Linked DNA regions of Callithrix jacchus: region 2 is linked to region 1. A link is a contact called in public Hi-C data. All regions are on one chromosome and are shown on one strand. The core of a region is the stretch at or near the end of the contact, and the rest is flanking DNA. Distances in the headings are between cores, read along the strand shown.

Region 1 (4,470 bases), core at 864-3,363:
TGTTTAGCAGAGAAGTTCACGTTTACATCCTTTAGGAATAGCTGATTTGACTAAGGACAGCATGTTATTAATCAAATCCCATGTTCCTGAAGGGTTATAGAGTGAATAAAATGGTTTCGGTTTAAATATTACATGTCTCTTTTATGCTGAGTGTAAAATATCCATAATAGCAGAAAGCAGATATTGTCTGATGAAGACATTTTAAAACTAATCTTTTACAAATAAAATGTTTAACACTCTCCTCTTTAATAACACCTCATGACAGTTCTCCATTGAAATTCTTTTTTTCTAACAAATATATATTTCTGCTTTTCTCATGAGTAATGAGGAACTTAGGCTTGGAAGGAACAGACAGAGGTATGTTCCAATGGAAAGTTTAAAATTTATATTGCATCTGAGTTTATTTGTCTCCATTTCCAAGCTAACAGGATTGGTGAAAATAAAATGGACTAAAGTAAGCTAGCCTATAGGAACTAAATTGCAATAAATCCATTATTAAGATGTTTGCCTTGATTTTTGCCCATTTATTTATATCCATAGCTCATTTTAAAACAGGACCATATTAATGAAATGCCAGAGCTTGTTTAAACGATTGAAGGTTTATTGTTAGAGATCTCAAATCCAAATGACTTCCAAATTAGAATACCCAGAATATTTTTGGTCCTGACTCTCTCTTGCAGTATTGTGCTCACCTTAATATATTTTCAATAACTGATAATAACAAGCAGAATCCACAGTAAGGTTGGATTTGTTTTTACTTTTTTATTTTTTGAGACAGAGTCTTGCTCTGTCACCCAGGCTGGAGTGCAATAGTGTAATCTCAGCTCACTGCAATTTCTGCTTCTGGGGTTCAAACAATTCTCCTGCCTCAGCCTCCTGAGTAGCTGGGATTTTAGATGCATGCCACCACACCCAGCTAATTTTTGTATTTTTAGTAGAGATGGGGTTTCATCATGTTGGCCAGGCCAGTCTCGACCTCTTGACCTCAGGTGATCCACTCACCTCGGCCGATCCCTGAGGATCCCCAAAGTGCTGGGATTATAGGTATGAGCCACTGTGCCTGGCCAAGATTGAATATTTTAAAGATAGGATCTCTTGAAGAAGGAACAATGGTCTATGTGAGATCTATTTCATTTCTGTCATTGAACTTGAAACTCAAAGCCAGTTACATTAGTGGCAAGTACCTGTAGTTCCAGCTACTCAAGAGGCTCAAGTGGGAGGATCACTGGAGCCCAGGAGTTCAAGTCCAGCCTGGGCAACATAACAAACCCCATTAAAAAAAAGAAAGAAAAAACTTCTGGAAACTCAGCTGCTACACATTGACTTTTCTCATTGTACATGTGCACCAGATAGCTAAGGATACCTCGGGTCTTATATTTGGTTTGTCACAGGCAATCAGACATTGTCAAAAAAACCCTTTTTTTTCTAGAACTGGTATCGATAATTGTATTATCCTCATAAAATATTCTGTTTATCCCAACTGATTTCCTGTAATCACCCAGACTCACTTATCCAGAGACATGCAAACGGGCAGGCAGGTAGATGAACGCTACACCTGCCTGCCCTTTAGGAGCTAGCTAACAGTGTGATTTCCTCTCGTCTCCACCTGCAACCCCCTCGGCCCTCAACACACACATTCATATCCTCCTAATTCTGTCAATGAACATTTCCTCGGTTGCTCACACAGCTCGCGCTAGGGTGCTCCATAGTGTCATTTACATATATTGAAAAATGAAAATGATATCCTCAGGGGGGCGTAATGTAGGGTTGAAAGGGAAAACACATTCCTGGCCCGGAATTTCTTAAACGTTCAGAGCTGGTGAAATGGTTGTGTAGAGACTGGGGAATTTCCCCAGCCTTCCCCACTTAACCGAGTCTGAGGCTGAGCTGAGCAAGGAGAGGGGTTGAGATGAGCAGGCTTTGGGATTTACCTCTTCAGCCACTGGGAGGCCCTCTGCGTTCCCCTTTCCCCGGTGCCTGTCTGCGATTACTCACTCGCGCAGTGGCACCAGCCTTCCACCAGGGAGCCTCGAACGAGCTCTCCCGCCCTCTCCCCGCCCCCCCCCACCCCCATCTGCAGCTTGCTGGCTCTCTCTTTCTCCCTCTCTGTCTCACTCTCTCTCTTTCTCTCCCTCTCCTATCGGAGCACAATGAAAGCCTGTGTATCGCCGTGACTCCGGGCGGGAGCCAGTGTCAGCAAAGCGGCTAACAACAGACGAGAAAGAGAAAGGAAAATACAAGCTACTTTTTTTTCCATCTATAAAGCGGAGCAAATACGAGAGATAGAGCCACATTGCTTATTGCGAGTCCAGACCCTCAGATCCACTGGCCGGGGATGGAATGTACAAAAGTGGACAGAAAAGTGGCTGGACATGACTCGGTGCAATTTGCTGGAAGTTTGTAAGTTTGACCATCGTTTGTAAATTACTCTTGGAAGAGTTTGTGTCTCTTGATACTGTATTAGAATAGAGCCGGGGGTGAGGAATAGAAACGTAAGCGGGAAAGAAAAAAAATGTGTTGAAGGATCTCTCTCAGTGGCTAGCGACTTAAGATTGCTTTTCATTTAAGGCTAGGAAACCTTAGAGGGAGTGAGGATTTTACCGGTGATTGGATTAGCTGAAGAAAACAGCATGGTCCAAAAGTCCAATTACTGACATTGTGAACAGTTGAAAAGCTGCCTCCCTCTTTTGGGAGAAGACAACATCCTACAGTACCCCAAAGAGGAGAAAACACCGGAGCGAAAGGAAAGGGAAGAAAAATTAAAAGCCAAAAGACAGTCTCCCTTGATTTTTGCACATTTTGAACAGTGACTTAAAAATCTTCTGAAACATCACTGTTTTTTATTTTTTATTAAACCTGAGGAAAAGTCAAGGCTGCCGGTTACATAGGCATGGTAGAAATGTGTTTCTCTGCAGAAACAGCCACATAAAGAATTGTCCGAAACAACTAGCTGAGGGGGAGTCCTCTCTATTAATACCTCCCTCAGTTCCTTTTGCTGTGTGTTTCTGTTTCTTGCTGAACGATCCCTGAATTCTTGCTCTAACCCCCAGATCGTGTGTTTACACAGTACCTAGTGGCTCTTGTCAGCTTGGTGGGGGTAAAAATCCACCAACTCTGTCCAACTTCTCCAGAGCTGTCAAATGCAATTAGAGTAAGTTAATCAGGGTTTGTTTCCAACTTATCCTCCCCCTATTTGGTTTCTATTCTTTCTCCCCACCCTCTTTTTACTAACTCCCCTCCCCCACACCTCCACGGCTCCCCCACAACCTCTGAAGACCTCTATTCATGTGGCCCTGAACACTGAGCTCACATTGTCAAAAACAGACTTGCCTGCAATAGCCGGCAGTAGCCTCTTTCCACCTCACCATCCCAGAGGCAGCAATCATTGTGTCCAGTAAGATGGGGGACACAGCGCCCCCGCAGGCCCCCGCAGGAGGGCTAGGGGGGGCCTCTGGGGCGGGGCTCCTTGGAGGGGGCTCCGTCACCCCGAGAGTGCACAGTGCTATCGTGGAGCGCCTCAGGGCTCGAATCGCTGTCTGCCGCCAACACCACCTGAGCTGTGAAGGACGCTATGAACGAGGTAGGGCCGAGAGCTCAGACCGGGAAAGAGAGAGCACCTTGCAGCTCCTGAGCCTTGTACAGCATGGCCAGGGGGCAAGGAAGGCTGGCAAACACACCAAGGCCACTGCCACTGCTGCCACCACTACAGCCCCTCCACCGCCCTCTGCTGCCCCTCCTTCGGCCTCCCAAGCAGGAGCAACAGCAGCCCCACCGCCCCCACCAGACTATCACCATCACCACCAGCAGCACCTGCTGAACAGTAGCAATAATGGTGGCAGTAGTGGGATAAACGGAGAGCAGCAGCCACCCGCTTCAACCCCGGGGGACCAGAGGAACTCAGCCCTGATTGCGGTAAGCACCTGGCTTTCTGATGGTTCTGGCGGTGGTCCTGTGGCCTTTTGTGAGGGTAGAGGTTGCTTTGGCCTAAGGTACAGCGGATGGCAGTGAAAAAGGCCAAGATGTCACCTGACTCCCTCAAAGGCCATTGGGTTTGTTGTTTGGGTGGTTTCATGCGCCTTCTCTTCATGTTCTGTCGGTGCTCACACCTGGGTTTTCCTTCACTTGTAGGGTATTCCTTAACCGATAAGAAGCCTTAGTTTGCCTGAGGCTCTCTAGGGTCCACAGCTTGTAAAACAAGAGGCTACCAGCTGGCAAGAGCTGAGCCACTGAGGAAGGTTCTAGCTCATGGGTCCTCCAGCTTTGGCTAGCCAGCTCTGATTAGGCCCCCAAGCCATTTTCCAGCCCCAAAGCTTTAATCAGCCCAGCTGACCTTTATCAAAGCCTTTTTCAACTTGCCCCGTTTCCTCTCTCCCTCTTTAAGTGACCCCTTCTTCGTGGCGTAAGAGAACCTAAGTGGTGAGCTGTAACACAGAGCAAATTCCCTGAATGTCCCTTCAGTCACATACAAAA
Region 2 (4,470 bases), core at 869-3,368, 85 kb after region 1:
TTTTTGTTTTTCCTGTTGCTTTTTTTTCTTTTTTCCCCTAGCTAGAAGCTGAGTAATTCCACACAGTGTTGAAATGGATATGCTGTGTTTGTGTTGGCTGAATTAAGCACCTATAATCATATATTTCCTCTCTTTTGTCTGTTTGTATCCCAATCTTAATATGTGGGATAGAAATTTTGTTTAGTGGAGATATGACTTTTCAATTGTCTTAGGGCTTATTTAAACCAGCTCATCTCCATTAGAACATGTTTCTGTATTTTAGTCCTCAGTTTGGCATGGACTCTACTATTGTTTTCCATTGTTTTCCTCAAATGCTGTGTATTTTCCCTGAAAGTCCAAGTAGCTGACAATTTTGCTACCTCTGCAAGGAAATCTGCTTTATTTTCTCCTAGATTTTATACATATATAAAACTATACATTAGGAACATACTCTTCCTCAGCAGGCTACATGGCCTTTTTCATTCACTCTCTTATAAATATCTGTAGACTTATTATGTGAAGTGATGTATGATTTACTCAGTGGGAGATTTACTTTTCAGTAAGGTTACGGTTGATTAAGTCTTGCAAATCTCTAAATTTATATACCTTTAATAATTCCATCTCAGAAGGGGCTCACTATTATCCACATTTCCATGTGTGATATTCACTGAGGCATGTCCCTGGAAACATACCTAACCATGTAAGAGTAAAAGCCCCTCATAGCACAGGAAGACTAAAATAAGTACATTCTGCCACTAAGCACCTAGGTCTTAATATGTCAGTTTGTATTTAGATTCTACCTTTGTGATCAGGGCAGTATTTGAAACTGAGACATAGTTAATTAGAAAGAGATGTAGTCAATTTCACTTTATCAGTGAAGCGCAGAATTGCACCATTATGCTGTTTTTCAAAGACTGCGGTCCTCACACAGACCAGCTTAGTACTGAGAGAGGAGGTAGAACGGGAAAAGTTCCCTTGACCCCCCTCGGAGGGTGTTTGATGGGGAACTGGCTTGCCTCTTCAGTGCCCTGCTTCTCAGACCTCTAGGCATATAGACAGGTAAGTTTTGGGGCTCCCATCCCATGGCAGTGTCTGGGGTGAATGTTTACAGCTCCTGAAGCCCCAGTTACAGGGTGCTCTTTTAGTTTAGCCATCTGAAGGCAGCTTGTGTTAACCAGCTCATTTACACCCTCTACCTTGTCACAAGGACAGGGGCCTTTCTGTATCCTGGGGTTCTTGCTTTGGTGTAGTGGAAGACTTGGATCACACGTGGGCTTAGAGAATGATTACAAGGTTTTATTGAGTGGAGTAGCTCTCAGCTGATGAGGGAACCAAAAGGGAGATGGTTTTTCCTGGGAGTTTGCCCGCTTGGTGGCCTGAGTGCTCCTCCGACTGCCCCAGCCAAACTCTGCATTGTTCTGCTGGCCCGTGGCCTGCTGGTGCCTGTTGGTGTGTTCCTCTGCCAATGTGCTCCTCTCCATGTCCAGCCTCTTCTGTGTCTGTCTTGCTAGGGTCTTGGGTTTTTATAGGCACAGGACGGGGGCGTGGCAGGCCAGGATGATCTTGGGAAATGCAACATTTGGGCAGGAAAACAAAAATGCCTGTCCTCACCTAGGTCGGTGAGGGTGGAGTCCTAGCCAGGGACCAATGCCTTTCTCTACACAGCACTTCTCTTCCCCACTTCCATATCATTTAAAGGGACCATGCTCTTCCCTTCCCAGCACTTCTGTATCAGAGAGACACAGTCTTCACCTGCTAAGCTATCTCTCACTGGTGGTTATGTTTCTTCTCTTTTGAACGGGACTTTTCTCTGTGCAGACTGCTGTACTGTTCAGTTACATCATTAGCCATATTCTTGTTATTCACTTGAAAGGTTACACAACTTGTAGGCGTAATTCAGGGGAAACTAACTCGTGTTTTTCCATCACATTTTCTGCCTCTACCAACTCTCCCCTCATCTTCCTAGCATTAAAGCCAGGAGAGAGAAGGCCGCTACTTTTCTGTCCATTTTCACAGGCTGAAATGCTTTGCATCGTGCCTGCTTGTGCTGGCAATTGCCTGGCCTCTTCTGTAGCTTGTCCTCTGTAGCTGTCTCTCCCACATTCCTAATGAAAGTCAGCTGGCACTATGTATTTGTGCACAAACAGTAAATAACATGGTTTAGTTATGTAACAATTAGAAATGCATTGATTTCTTTAGGTTAATGTTACAGCCTCGGTATTGGTAATACCTGACTACCTGCTAACTTTTGAAAGCCAGAGGGTCTTGCTCTTCAAACTCTTCTCACCGAATGTAGTGGGCTTATAGTAGAAGAAAGGCATATCTAGGGTATTAAACTAAATAAGTACCCTATGCAGAAATAAGATATGCTGTGTAGTAAATAGTTTTTAGAGTATTTGAAGCAATGATTTGTACTACTTTCAACGTTTTCATTTCAGGAGCATCTTAAGTAGTTTGGGGTCATGACACGTACTTCAGTACATGATTAGTACAATTTGTAATGCTTAATTTGTGGACCCTCCTTTATTAGATTAGAAGACATAACTTGAAACCAGTGTGATAAGAGTTGATGAGGCGAGATTCCAAGACGGGTAAAATAAAGCTAAGGAAAATGGAAATGCCTTGCCCAGTGTGACTAAGAGGGTCAGGAATAGAACCTAACAGAACACATTTTTGAGTGGGTGGCACAAAACAGGACATGTTAACAATCAGAAAGAGCTCAAGTCTAGCCATAAAACATATGTGTATACACTGTTGTGTATTGTGTTCAAATGAGTTATTTTTGCCTCAGTCTGTTCCGGTGCACATTCCTGACAGAGGAAGGTATTGGTTTGGAGATCATTTTTTCTCCAGCAGCGTGCAAGTCAAGAGTTTCCAGATAGTAAACTGAAGAGGGGCCTGACCCTTATAAAAAACGTACCAGTGACCCAATGGATGGGTTCCATACTTTGTAACTAATTTGGCAGTGGCTGACATCTTAGTTTGTGAGGGACTTTACAAAAGTTATGGACCTGTAACCTCTGCATTGGGGTAGGCTCCCCTAGTTAGGTTACTTGGGGATGAATAGTTGCTGAGGCAATTGTGGGCAAATGTAGAACAATAGCCCACATAAGAGACACTCCAGCACTCTATGCCACACTCAGCTTTTAGGACGTAAAGAGGTGATCTGGCTCTTATTTGAACTATAACTATAACCAATATTTATTTCAGAGGGATTTCTGTATATTTCCTTAATTTTCCCTCAAAAAATCCCCGAAAGGAGATCTGTCAATACACTAACATTGTAGATCTTTTATGAGGGCACAGACAGGCCCAGGGAGATTGCGACATGCACAAGGCTACACAAGTAATAAATAAGGATTGGGAAACATACATTCAGGTCTGTTGACTCCAAACTGGGTGCCCTTTTAATGAAAGGGGTCATTGTGGTTCCACCAGCCCCTCTCCATACCTGCCGAGCCCAAGAACAGACTCAAAAGGAGTTTCACCTGTGGTTAGAGGATGTATTGTGTAAAAGATTAGGATCCCATTTCACCTTTCCTTTCTTTCAGAGCTGTCTTAGCTTTCCCTTTAGATAAATGTATGTCATCAGTGGAAGATCATCTGCCTTTTAAATTCTTATCTTTCACTGTGGACACCAGACTTCCTTTTAAGGTGCTATGTATGACTCAGCAGTAGTTTAAAATTTTGTAAGGTACATGAACATTTTCTAATTGAGAAACACTTTAGAAATGCGGAACATATTATCGTGATGAAATAACAATGACTAATATTGTTGTTGAATTGTTGGAATTATAATAGCTTTAATGTTTTTTGATTCAGTCTGTTTATTCCAAGTTACTTGACTTTTAAATGGCTTTGAAACATTAGCAAACAATGTTGGTCTCTCTTACAGAGCTCAGTCCTGCTTTTAACAGCCACAGGCAGTGTATTCAAAACACACCTGAAATGGACATGACATTTTAGAGAATATTTTGACTAATTTGTAATAAAAGAAAAGTTGACTAAATCACGATTAAAGAGGTGATAGCATGCCAAATAATACATCGAATAAATTACTCTTGAGAAATGCATTGTTTATATAGATATTACAATGCCATGCTGTTCTCAACCCAATCAAATATATAAACTGGAATAGAAATTCCTGAACTTTTTTTTTAACTCCTGTGGAAGCTGTTTCTAATACTAGATTACTATTAAATATAGCCAAAGAGAAATCGATAAAAACATGGGTACAAAATAAACATGACTCCTTTGGTTTTATTAATGGATAATAAGATTGAAACTAAGCCAGAAGGTACAGATGGGTGAGATTATAGTAAACCAGGCAAACATGGCACTTGCAGCTGGTTTACCTAAAAGCTTGCTTTTCCTTGGGAAATAAATGAAACAGAACATTAAAACAAGGATTTGAAAAATGGATTCAATTTTAGAAATAAGAACAAATGGTGACTAGAGGGAAAAACTAGAGGAAAGAAAATGAGCAGTAAT

What was found. A called contact is a pair of places that touch in the nucleus more often than the background predicts.
Region 2: a Hi-C map of induced pluripotent stem cells shows a contact between it and region 1, with 1.9 times the contacts expected there. The contact joins the enhancer-like site here to the promoter of MAML2 in region 1. A contact is called at or near these places in 2 of 3 Hi-C or Micro-C datasets (induced pluripotent stem cells and skeletal muscle).

Annotation. Positions count from the first base shown.
Region 1 is chr10:43,876,686-43,881,155 of calJac240_pri, forward strand. It overlaps MAML2 (mastermind like transcriptional coactivator 2), which reads left to right and starts at 2,114. Exons shown (of 5, transcript XM_002754687.6): 1 at 2,114-3,912. The coding sequence starts at 3,400.
Region 2 is chr10:43,961,278-43,965,747 of calJac240_pri, forward strand. All of the region lies in intron 1 of MAML2 (mastermind like transcriptional coactivator 2), which reads left to right. Among named protein-coding and RNA genes, the nearest start is that of MAML2, 85 kb to the left of the region's middle. Within about 2 kb of position 2,119, at least 3 of the 16 cell types and tissues checked have an H3K27ac peak or open chromatin away from gene starts, as enhancers often do.